2 separate regions of the Capra hircus genome follow, and region 1 is linked to region 2. Evidence: chromatin contacts called from public Hi-C data. All regions are on one chromosome and are shown on one strand. Each heading gives the region's core, a stretch centred on a gene start, on an enhancer-like site or on the middle of the called end of the contact. The rest is flanking DNA. Distances are from core to core; before and after follow the strand shown. Region 1 holds the start of TCHP (trichoplein keratin filament-binding protein). Region 2 overlaps TRPV4 (transient receptor potential cation channel subfamily V member 4).

Region 1 (5,794 bases), core at 1,828-4,327, 70 kb after region 2:
AGAGAACCCAGGGCGGTTGAAAACCCAGCCTAGATAAATGTGCCTCGGCAGCGCCACCTGCTGCTTTTGTAGGGGCATTGCACGGCCTCCAGCACGGTCCCGGTTCAGCTAATAGGGAAGCCGCCCCCGTGTTACCATGCCACTCCCATGCCTGTTTTCTCCTCTCTTGCCAGAATACCTCCAAACAAGCCCAGGAACAGCCCCAAGAAACAGTGCGCTGGCCCGGGGCCTGTGCATGCAGTGTCCCTCTCGATGGCTCCCTGCCAGGGCTACCGCTCTGTGGGCCATAGTTATCAACCTGTCACAAAATACTTAATATTCCTGAGCACTTTATATGGCCCAACTGGTCCACATCTACTGGCCTCTTTTAAGAGCTATATCTGTAAACCACACACTTCTGGAAAAGCAGACTGAAAAGAGGTTCACAAGCTCTGGAAGGTGGATGTAAATCCTGGCTCTCATGGTGCCGGCAAGAGATTTGCTTGACCTCTCAGAGTCTCAGTTTCCTTATCTGCAGAACGAGGGCAGGAACCTCACCTGCTGGAGGGAAGCTTACACAAGAAAATACATCTAAAAGCATCTGGCACATGGTAGGTATTCAAACAATGTTAGTTCCTTTTTTTTTTTTTCTTTTTGCTTTCCTTCAACACCATCTTTCCCTTTTTCTCTTGGAGAAAAATTAGGGGCTCAAAGTTGGGGGGACTCTACTCATTCATTCTCGATGAATATTTATTAAATGACTACGCTGTGCTGGACGCTAGAACCATAGCAGGGAAAGTAATGATTCCTAACCTTGTGGAGCGGCAGAGCAAGTTCAGGCCCTGGAATCAGACAGAGCTGGGTTCAAGGCTGGGCTTACCACCTATAAGCTGTGGTTCCTCGGGCAAATTCCACAACCTACAAGCTGCATTCCTGTCTCAGAAGATAGGCCAGAGGGTATGGCCTGGGGCCTCAGGCTTCCAGGACAAGGTCAGTCAAGCCCTAGGCCCTTGATCCCAGCAGTTGAGCTTGTTTGGTCCTTTAAGGCCATTATACAGATGAGGCAACTAAGGCCCAGAGAGTGGAAGGCCCTTGCCAAGAGCTGCAAAACCAGGACCTGAAGGCTCGTCTCCCACAGCACAATTCACGCATTTCTGAAGTTCCTATCACACTCAAGAAGGCCTATCAACAACTATTTATTAATCAGGCTCTTTTGCCATGTGGGCGGCTCTGGCTGGGCTGAGGAGAGTGGGTGGCTGCTTCCCTTCTCCGCTGTGGACACAGGATGGGTGACTGGCCGTGAGCTTGGCCCAAGGGGTTGGGACCAATCCCAGGCTAACTCCAGGGGATCTCACGCACAGGGCAGGGCAGGTTCTGAGGGAGATGTGAGAGGGACTTCCCTGGTGGTCCAGCGGTAAAGACTCCGTGCTTCCACTACAGAGGGGCGCAGTGCAATCCCTTGTCAGGGAACTCAGATCCTGCATGTCCTGCATGCTGCCAAAAAACTAGGAAAAAAAAAGGGGGAGGTATGCGAGCGCATGCTCTCCTGAGATGCACCAGGCGCTCTGCTCCCGAGGCCGCTCCATTTAAACTTTCATTTCCTCTCATAAGGGCAACTGTAGAAAGCAGCCCTGTCGGTATTCTTATTTAAAGCTAACCTGAGGCACAGTAAAACTTTCAAGACTTGCTGATCGGAATCAGGCAAAGGAAAGGTGTTCAGAACACTCTACCGGCAGGATCTAGAAGAGAGGTTTTTAGAAAGAAGATGTGAAAGCAAGGAAGTCGTTTGATTGGCTGTAACTTAAGAGGTTGCCTTGTTTGGAAAAGCCCAGTTGGCTGTTTGTGAGTGCTAAGTTTCATTTTCTCCAATTTGGGTGCATTGGCTCTGGCCTAGGTTTAGGTTGACCTGCATCGGCTACGGAGGTGTCACAGCCTTCCCAGTCTAATGGGCTCCTTTTTCAATTACTTGAACATTCTTATTTCACGGATGAGGACACGGAGGCTCAGAGTGACGAAGTGACCTGTCCAGACCATACGACTGTTGTGGTGGAGGCTGCAACAGAGGTCACTCTGTTCAACCAGACTTTATACTGCATCCAGGGAAAACAGAAGTGAATAAAAGCCGGAAGCCGGCGGGGGGTGGGGGGGGACCTTCCTTGGTGGTCTGGTGGTTAAGAGTCCAGCTTGCAATGCAGAGGACCCAAGTTTGATCCCTGGTTGGGGAACTAGGTTCCCACATGTGGCAGAGCACCTAACCCTACAAGCTACAACTAGAAAATGGGAGTGCCCGCGACTAAGACCCCAGGCAGCTAAATAAATAAAATTTTAAAAAAAAAAGGAGGAAAGGGTGAAGGAAAGAATAAATGAAGACAAAAATGGGAAAATGAAAAGAGCCTGAATAAAAGAGTTAATACTTTTGCTTTTCATTTATTTTTGTCACACTGCAGAGCTTGTGGGATCTTAGCTCCCCAATCAGGGATTGAACCCAGGCTCTCGGCAGTGACAGTGGGGTGTCTTAACCATTGGACTGCCGGGGAATTTCCAATCTTTTAATTTCATTTCTTAAGAGAATAGTTGGTACATAGAATGATACACGTAGCATGTGAGTTATAAAACATACCAACAGAAGGAACACCCTTGAACCCACCACCATCCTAAAACAATAGAAAGTTGCCAATAGCTCGAACCTACTTATATCAGCGGTTCTTCGAGCTGGCTGCACCTTGAACACACCTGAGGGGCTTAGACAACCACAGAGTGCTCGATGGGGTTTGTCTGGAGTCCGGTTTGGACATCTGGATTTTTCAGAGCTCTCCAGGTGATTCTCTTGTGCAGCCAGGTTTGAGGGTGACTGGCTTATAATTCCCTTCCCTATTATATCCCTCTGATTTTCCCCGACGCTCACCTGCCTCCCTCAGGTAGCCATCATCCTGAATTTGGTGTAGTGAATGGATTCTTTTCCTTAGACAAGCGATGTCTGCGATTGAGCTCCCGCCCACCACGAGGGGGCACCGGAGAAAAACACAGACTTCTTTTCTTGCTTTGCGCGCCGAGTAATCGCGCTGCAGGAGGCTTGGCCCTCGCGGCGCTCCATCGCCGGCCCGTTGCCTCGGCAACGAGCGGGGAAACGGCCGGCGTAAGTGCTGCGCTGTCCGAGAGGGTCGCCGTGGCCCGGGCAGGGATTATTTGGGGCTTGCGGGACCTTGGGCCGGGGCAGTCTTGGGAAACTCCGGCGCGCAGAGAAACGTGAGTCGGGGGTTTGGGCTCGGTCGGGGGCCGGCGTTGGGGTCTAGACCCTCAGAGCTCTGCCGCAGTCGGCTCCGCGCTGGCGGGAAGCGCGCCCGCCGTCCCGGGACGCGATCGCGGGGCGCCCGGGGCTTCGGCTTCCAGTCCTCACTCGGCTCCCCGCGCGGCCTGGGTCCGACCCTTTCCTCTATAATCTCTTTTGTTGTATGTGGCTGAGAGAGGGATGCGACTTGTTCAGAGAGCCTCCCAGCTTGTTGTTGATGGTTCATCTGGGGCCGGAATCTTCACTTTCCTCAATCCTCGTGCAAAGATTTATCCGCAGGCGGCCTATGGGGCAAAGAAAAATGTCTGTCAGGCCTGCCACAGTCTGAAGACAGATCTGACCTGGCAGTCTCAGGCTAAGCTTGACTCAGACGCAGATCATTTTCCTCCCGGTTCGGAGGACTCTGAGTTTGTTTATTTGCCAGAAGCTCCTTGAGCACTGTCACAGCCAGGCACTGTGTAGACCCTGCACCTGGGGCAACTTTTGGACCGGGAGTGGTTGGGGGGAGGTGTCCGAAGAGACTGGTTCTGCTTTCGAGTCTCCGGCCGTGTCCCCAGATCGCCCCCTTGACCCGTGCAAATTGATTCTTCCCTCTGGGTGGTAGTTTCTCCATCTGTAACAAGGAGGGATCTCCCTCCATGCTCATCCAGAACATTACCAGGTGTGACACCTGGAGATAGCAACCCACTCCAATATCCTTGCCTGGAGAATACTATGGACAGAGGAGCCTCGTGGGCTACAGTCCATGGGGTTGCAAAGAGTGGGACAGGACTTTGATTTCAGCAAGCCACTTTCATTTCACTTCACAGCCAGGGCATGTTGGTCCCAACAAGTACCATCTTGCAGTCTACAGAGCTTGGGCCCTCATCCCAGGCTAACATGAATTAGGCTCCCAGCTCCTGTTTAAATTTCCTCTGCTTCCTGGCTTTGTGATCTTCAGCAAGTCATTTTACCTCTTTGAACTTCAGTTTCCTCAGCTGCCAAAAAAAGCAGGGCGCTGGTAACAATGAAAAAGGTCATATAAGTCAAGGGCTTGGCCCACATCCGCATGCCTGCAGTTATCCTCTCTGTTACCTTAGGCAGAGCACAGAAACCCCCCGTGTGCCAGTCCAGTGTCGTCAGCATTGGCTCCCTGTCTCTGCACTGCCCTCACTGATGTCAGGCTCACAGCTGGGTGCAGTCCAGGCTTCTTCAGCTAGATGATTTGGGGTCCTGATAGCAAGTCATTTTTAAAATGCTGATGCCTGGGAGCCTGCACTGAGATTTTTTTTTGACTTAATTGGTCTGCCTTGGGGCCCAGGCTCTACCAGGTGATTCCAGTGTGCAGACCAGGGTGAGGACCGGGCCTCAAAGGGGTGAGGGGCTGCAGCAGGCTCCTGTTCTTAGCGCCGCTGTTCTCCTCAGATGGCACTCCCCACGCTGCCCTCCTCCTGGTGCAGCCGGAGGCTCCCAGATCAGCAGGCCGCCCGACAGCGCCGCCAGGAGCAGGAGGTGCATCTTCGGCAGCAGTGGGACCAGAACAGCCGCTACTTCCAGATGTCCGACATCCGCAGCTCCAAACAGGCAGAGTGGAGCTCCAGGGCCTCCTACCAGCGGAGGTAACTGTGCGGTGAGCACCTCCCCTTAGGGCTGGAGGGCCACCTACTGCCGGGAGATGTGACTGACTCAAGGACCTGGGGGAGGGTGGCTGGCCGGCGTGGATACTCGCGTGGAAATGTGACGATTTCCGTGGATACTCGCATGGTGATGTCTTTCCAACTGGAAACTGAAAAAAAGGTCAGCAGTGAAGTAACACATTTGACTGAAAAAGATAAGATGATAAGACGTGTATGTAGAATCCGGAAGTCCCCTGGTAGCCCCATTTCCCCAGGAGAGAACCACTGTGAACTGTCTGGTCCGTAACCTCCCGTACACTTCTTCATCTGTGTTTGTGTGTAAATATAGATACAAGCATACACCCATTTTTATAGAGAGAGATACATACGAAAACACGGAAATTAAAAGCATGGGCTTTGAAGTCACACAGACCTAGATAGCAATTCTGACTATGGGCTTTGGAGTCGGACAGACCTAGATAGCAATTCTGACTGTGTCACTTGCTGTATGAATGAGCCTCAGTTTCCTCATCAGTGAAGTGGGGCTAAAACAGAACCTAATTTATAGGATTTATGTCATGACTACTATAAAAACCATCCAGGTTATGTAGTACACGGTAACTACTCAGATAATATTAGCATGTGCATATATACGCCTCTTGTACATTTCCTTGCAAGAACAAGATTCTATTATGCATAGTGGTTCTATTACCTGGCCTGTTCACTTTGGCTGGAGGACGCCTTCCCAGGTCACCATGTTCCATGTGTCTCAGCCTGTCACCCACACAGCCAGCCATGTAGCCCCTGTGCAGCTGGAAGCACCCAGGCTGATGGTGGCCCCTCTCGCCCAGCATGCATGCTTACCAGCGGGAGAAGATGAAGGAGGAGGGCAGGAAGCGTTTGGAGGCCCGACGGCAGAGACTCAGGCAGC
Region 2 (5,590 bases), core at 495-2,994:
GGCAGTCTGGCCTGGGAGGGAGTGGGGGACAGTCACCAGGGGGCAGGGGGAGCGCACAGCCCTGACCAGGTGGAGATCCACCCCAGTGCTGCGTCACACCCACAAGTTTAGGCTCACGGGATATCCGACTTGGAGGACCCCAGATGCGGGGACTCTGCAGACTCCTAAGAGCCTTTCACGCCAGAGGAAACAAGGGCATCGTGGTCTCACAGGGTTTGGGACGCAAAATTCACAGCCTCTGAATCTGACATTCAGGAATCCGAAACGTCGAGGTGGATTCATGGATCTCAGAATTTAGACCCAGGGAGCTGGGCCTGGTGACACCTCTGCCTTTTCGAGCTGTTGGTTCACAGGACCATTGTCACAAAGCCTCAGAGTCTCCAAAACCAGAGCATCTTGGGTCCGGGTTTCCAGGTTCACAGCACCTTTGGCTCATTGCACGTGAGAACCTCGGAACCTTCAATTCTGAAACCCAGAATTTAAAAGTCGGAAGGGGTAGTTATTGTTGTTCTTCAGTCCGTTCCTCATTCATTCCACAGTTGGTTCCAGGACATGCTGGTCCTCGCGGCCCAGGCTGAAATGAGGTGTTGCTGGGGGTGGGGAGCGGTTGGACAAGTGAAGAGGGAGCCCCCCTCCCACCCAGCCCGGGGCCCCACCTCGGTAGTAGATGTCTCGGAAGGGCGAGTTGATGAATTCCCGCATGTTGCCCGTGCGCTCGGCGATGTCCAGGAGCACGGGGATGGTGTCGTTGCGGCCATTGCTCAGATTCAGCAGGGCCTTGGGCAGGCAGGTCTTCCCGGTGGACGGCTCTGCGGGGAGACACGTGCAACAAGAGGAGTGCTCGGCCCGAGGCCCAAACTGCTGGGCAGCAGGGGATAGGGCACTGGGCAGGGAGCCAGAGGTCCTGGCCGTGTTCTCCTTTCTGAGCCTGGCCCCTATCTGCTCCCTGACCCCACCCCAGGGTACTGAGAAGGCCAAAGAAAACTCAGAGGAGCAGAAGTTCTTTAAAACATGGAACGCTGCAGCCTATAGAGAGATGGTACTTACCAAAGCATATTTGGAAGGACTTTTTAAAAAATATATATTAATATATTTATTTGTCTGCATTGGTTTATCTGCAGCAAGCAGGATCTAGTTTCCTGACCAAGGATTAAACCCAGGCCCCCTTCTTTGGAAGGCAAAGTCTTAACCACTGGACCACCAGGAAGTTCCTGGAGGGACTTTTAAAAAATCAGATAAAAAGGGGGAATGCTGAGTTAATCAAAGCCAATCGCCACCATGTCTTCACTACAGGACTTCTCAGAGCCTTTAATCTGCTCATGAGGACTGCTGCTGCTGCTGCTGCTGCTGCTAAGTTGCTTCAGTCATGTCCGACTCTGTGTGACCCCATAGATGGCGGCCCACCAGGCTCCCCCGTCCCTGGGATTCTCCAGGCAAGAACACTGGAGTGGGTTGCCATTTCCTTCTCCAATGCATGAAAATGAAAAGTGAAAGTGAGGTCGCTCAGTCACAGACCCACGAGGCAGCCTTTGCTTGAACACAGATCCTTTACCCATGAAGCGGGTGCAGTAGCGCCCCTAGAGGGGAGCAGAGGGAGTGCAGCGTTTCCCGAGGTGGGGGCTGTGAGCCATAATAGACAGGAAACTATCTTAGAGGATTTGGGGGCTCCTGCAGAGGCAGCAATGGCAACCCGCTCCAGTACTTTTGCCTGGAAAATCCCATGGACAGAGGAGCCTGGTAGGCTGCAGTCCATGGGGTCGCTACCAGTCGGACACGACTGACCCACTTCACTTTCACTTTCATGCATTGGAGAAGGAAATGGCAACTCACTCCAGTGTTTTTGCCTGGAGAATCCCAGGGACGGGAGAGCCTGGTGTGCTGCCATCTATGGGGTCGCACAGAGTCGGACACGACTGAAGCGACTTAGCAGCAGCAGCAGAGGCAGCAATAAAAACAGCAAAAGCCTAAGTGTGCAAGGTGTCAGCCCCTTGTCAAATCTCTCCCGTGAAGTCAGTCTCTGTTTGGTACTGAGGGATCTTTAACACCTCCCCCTAACGCTTACTAATGTCCCTTTGCAATTTTCTTTCCCTCGTATTAATTTTTATGGTGATGTGAGTGGATTTATACCTTTAAAAGAGAGAGTCAATGACAAGAGAACTGGCTTTTAACCAGGCACGGGGCAACACAGCCCGATGCAGGAAGGGGCCCAGGAATGGGACAGGGAGCGGGAGAGGCAGGGGTGGGCTGAGGGGCTCGCTCTGGAGCCAGGATCCCTGGAGCTCACATCAGGCTTTGCTCCCCATTTCTGATTTGTGTGTGACCTTTTCTCCACTTCCATTTCCTGTCTAACTACATTGAGCCTATAAAGGGAAATCATAGGCTAACAGATAGCTGTTGATGAGCCCAGCACCAGGTAGACAGGGATTCTCAGTAAGTCATACTGTTGCAGTTATTATTCTACCAGAAATGCTTTCAAGACTCTCCTTAGATACCTGGAATCAGTGGAGAGAATGGGAAAAACCCGTGGACGCAGAGAGACCTGAATTCCAGTCCCACTGCCCCAGGAGTGAAGTTGCTCAGACAAACCTCATTCTGGCTATTTCTTGCTACATCCCTGGCGCCCAGCCCAGTGTCGATGGCAGGTAACTATGTACTGAATAATAACAGCCTTCACCTTTCCATCTGCATAAGGTGCGGGGCGCGGGGCGGCAAATGCTGGCCGAGGCCCCTGGGGAGTCTGCTCAGACTCACGAGCCTGGAGGTGGATCAGTCCTGTTTCCGAACTGACAGGGAATTAGAAAATTAGAACTGTCGCAACTCTCCATGCTGACCTCATCATCTTTCGTTCCCCAGACCCCAACCCGGTCTGCACGTGTCCCCTTCTTAGACACTGATGTCCCTAGCCAGCCAAAACCTCTGTTACTCGTCTCCATCCTACCTCTTGTGCACACCCTCTCCCCCAGCGAGTCCCCACCAGTTTTACCTGTTTCTCCAAGCCCTCCACCACTCTCCACCTCCATTGCCACCAATCCGGCCCAGCCAGCATCTCTCTCACATGCCCAGGACACCTGCCTGGTCTCCTCTGGACATCCTGGAATCCTGGACAGCCTCTCTGGACATCCTTGAATCCACTTTCCACATAGCAACTGAGTTCAACTTTGGTTATGGTCAGCCACAGGGCCTTTGCACATGCCGCTTTTTTAACCTTCTCTCTAATCCTTCCCCCCGCCTGTTTTTACTTGGTTAACTCTAGTTTGTTCAGACTCAGCTCAAGTGTCACCTCCTCCCAGAAGCTCTCCCAGATTTTCCTGATCAAGTCAAATCCTCCAACACAGCTTCTTTGTGGACACACAGTTACAGGTTGTAATTGTTTATTTGTTTCTGTGATTGCTTAATCAATGTCAGTCTCACTCCTGAGACTGAGAGAAACTTGAGGTCAAGTCTGCTTTGTTCATCATCTTTTGCCCCAGGCCAGTACCGGACCTGACACTTGGTAGGGGCCCAATAACCACTTGTTGAGTAAATACACATTCCGTGAAGGGGCATGCTGTGCACTGCAAGGAATTCCAAACCACAAGGGCTCAAGTGGTTTATGTAGGATGTGGGACCACACCGTTGATTTGGACTGTAGCAGGGTACGGGGCTGCCAACCTGGGTCCTGGGATACGAAGCCAAGAACAGGGCTCAGGCAGAAATCGGGCATGGTTGCAGTCACAGGACTCCACCACCAGGTGGCGAAGTGGCTTTGCCCACTGGGGAGGCTGGACCCAGGGGCCCTAAATAAACTGTTCTGTTGGAGGTTGTCAAACTTTTGAAGGGGTGGTCACTGACTCCCCTAATGAGCTCACAACCTCTGGCTAGAAAAACATGCAGGGGTGGAGCCAGTGTTTGAGGAGATTGAGACATGCAATTTGGGGATCCTGTTTCTGAACATGAACACACAACTACAAATTCCAAGTTAGGTCCACGGATGTATTGGGGGCCAGAGCAAGAGAGGATCCTAAGCCTAAGTAGTGGGCCTCACAGTAAATCCCCCTCTACACCTGCCTTATTCGGTACAATGTCAGGAACCTCCCCCAAGCCGGCCTTAGAGCCCCCCACCCAGGCTCACGCAGACCCACTTGCCTGAACTCAGCCTGCACTCAGAGACCCAGTCCTGAACTCAGGAAAATCCAGAAGTCTTGGCAAGTCCAGCCTGGTGCTTCTCAGCCCACCAAAGGCAAAGCACCACGATTTCTGTTTCACAGGGGCTCCCTCCACTCCAAAGCTCCCCACTTTTGCCTGGTGAACTTGGGGGGCTAGGTGGGGCTGTTTGGCCAGGGCTTATATGGGGTTTATCTCCAAATGAGATCGGCAGCATCACGGAGACCTTCTGAGGGGAGAGGGGGACCCCATCCCCCCACAACTCTAAGCTCATGCCCCAAACAAGGCCATACTCTCTGCACCCTGGCCGGGCACCATGAATGAACACTTTTGGTAAGTCCGGTAATTCTCTTCTGATGGACACAGTACAGCAGAGTATCATTTTGGTGTTCAGAGAGTCTGGCTGGTAAAGGTATACGTGAAAAATACACTGCAGACCTGGTCAGCCTATTTAGGCACTTAATTTGCTTGAAATACCTTAAGTCTCCAAATACCTGATCTCCCTGGAGCTTCGTCAGCCCTGTTACTGTGGCCGGCCCACCTGAGACAGGCCCTCCTTCCTGGCAGGTGCCACAATTCTCGACATTTTATATTGATTTGTGGGGTCACTTGGCCAGTTAATGACAGCTCACCTGGTACCTGGCACACAGTATGTAGCTGACTTGGGTGGAGGGATTACAGGCTCCCCTCCCTGATGTGCAGAGAGGCCGGGGCAGCGGAGAGAGCCAGTGCCCTAGGGCGGATGTTTGAGCCTGGACGAGGCTGGAGGGAGCTGTCTGGGCTACGTCCCAGGGCAGTGGTGACTGGGCTCCAGTCTACAGTGGGGAGCCGGAAAACTGGGCAGGGGCAGGGCTCGGACCTGGAGAGCAGAAGAGGAATGACCTGCGACCCCCTCCAGAGCTCCCCAGACATGACAGGGGCTTCTGGGACCCTGGCTGCCTTGTGCTCAGCACTATGGGATTCTCTGGCCGCAGAGGCCAGGGCTACGCTGTGATTATTCCCCAGGGTACAGATGAGGAAACAGGCTCAGAGAGGCCAAGGATCCCTTAAGTGGTAGAGGTGGGATCTGAGCCCAGGTGTGTGGACTCTGGGCTTCCCTGGTGGCTCGGATGGTAAAGAAACAGCATATAATGTGACCTTGCTTACCTGTGACACTTTCCATAAACAAAGGCTGAATGAAGAAAGGCAGCCAAGGCCCAGAGAGGTTAAGTAATATGGGAAAGGACACACAGGACTAGACTCCCTGTCCAGTGCTCCTCCTGGCTAGTGCAGCCCACTGACCCAAGAGAAGACACTGACGGGAAAGGGGGCCCCCGATGCCATCCCCCAAACCCCAGCTGGCCCGCCTGCTATTCTTGGGTGGCTCACCCCGGAACTCCTCATCCGTGAGGCGCTTCTTGTGGGTCAGCAAGAAGGGGAGCAGCCCATCCAGGTCAGCGGTGGAGCC

The links. Hi-C and Micro-C count contacts between places; a contact is called where the count stands out from the background.
Region 1: a contact with region 2 is called in a Hi-C map of blood, with 1.8 times the contacts expected there. The contact joins the promoter of TCHP here to the enhancer-like site in region 2. A contact is called at or near these places in 2 of 5 Hi-C or Micro-C datasets (both in blood).

What each region holds. Positions count from the first base shown.
Region 1 is chr17:7,758,223-7,764,016 of ARS1.2, forward strand. TCHP (trichoplein keratin filament-binding protein) reads left to right here and starts at 3,078. Exons shown (of 13, transcript XM_018061108.1): 1 at 3,078-3,225; 2 at 4,673-4,866; 3 at 5,715-5,794. The coding sequence starts at 4,673.
Region 2 is chr17:7,689,592-7,695,181 of ARS1.2, forward strand. It overlaps TRPV4 (transient receptor potential cation channel subfamily V member 4), which reads right to left. Exons shown (of 16, transcript XM_018061106.1): 3 at 5,512-5,590; 4 at 657-809; 5 at 1-11. Among named protein-coding and RNA genes, the nearest start is that of TRPV4, 23 kb to the right of the region's middle. Within about 2 kb of position 1,745, at least 1 of the 5 cell types and tissues checked has an H3K27ac peak or open chromatin away from gene starts, as enhancers often do.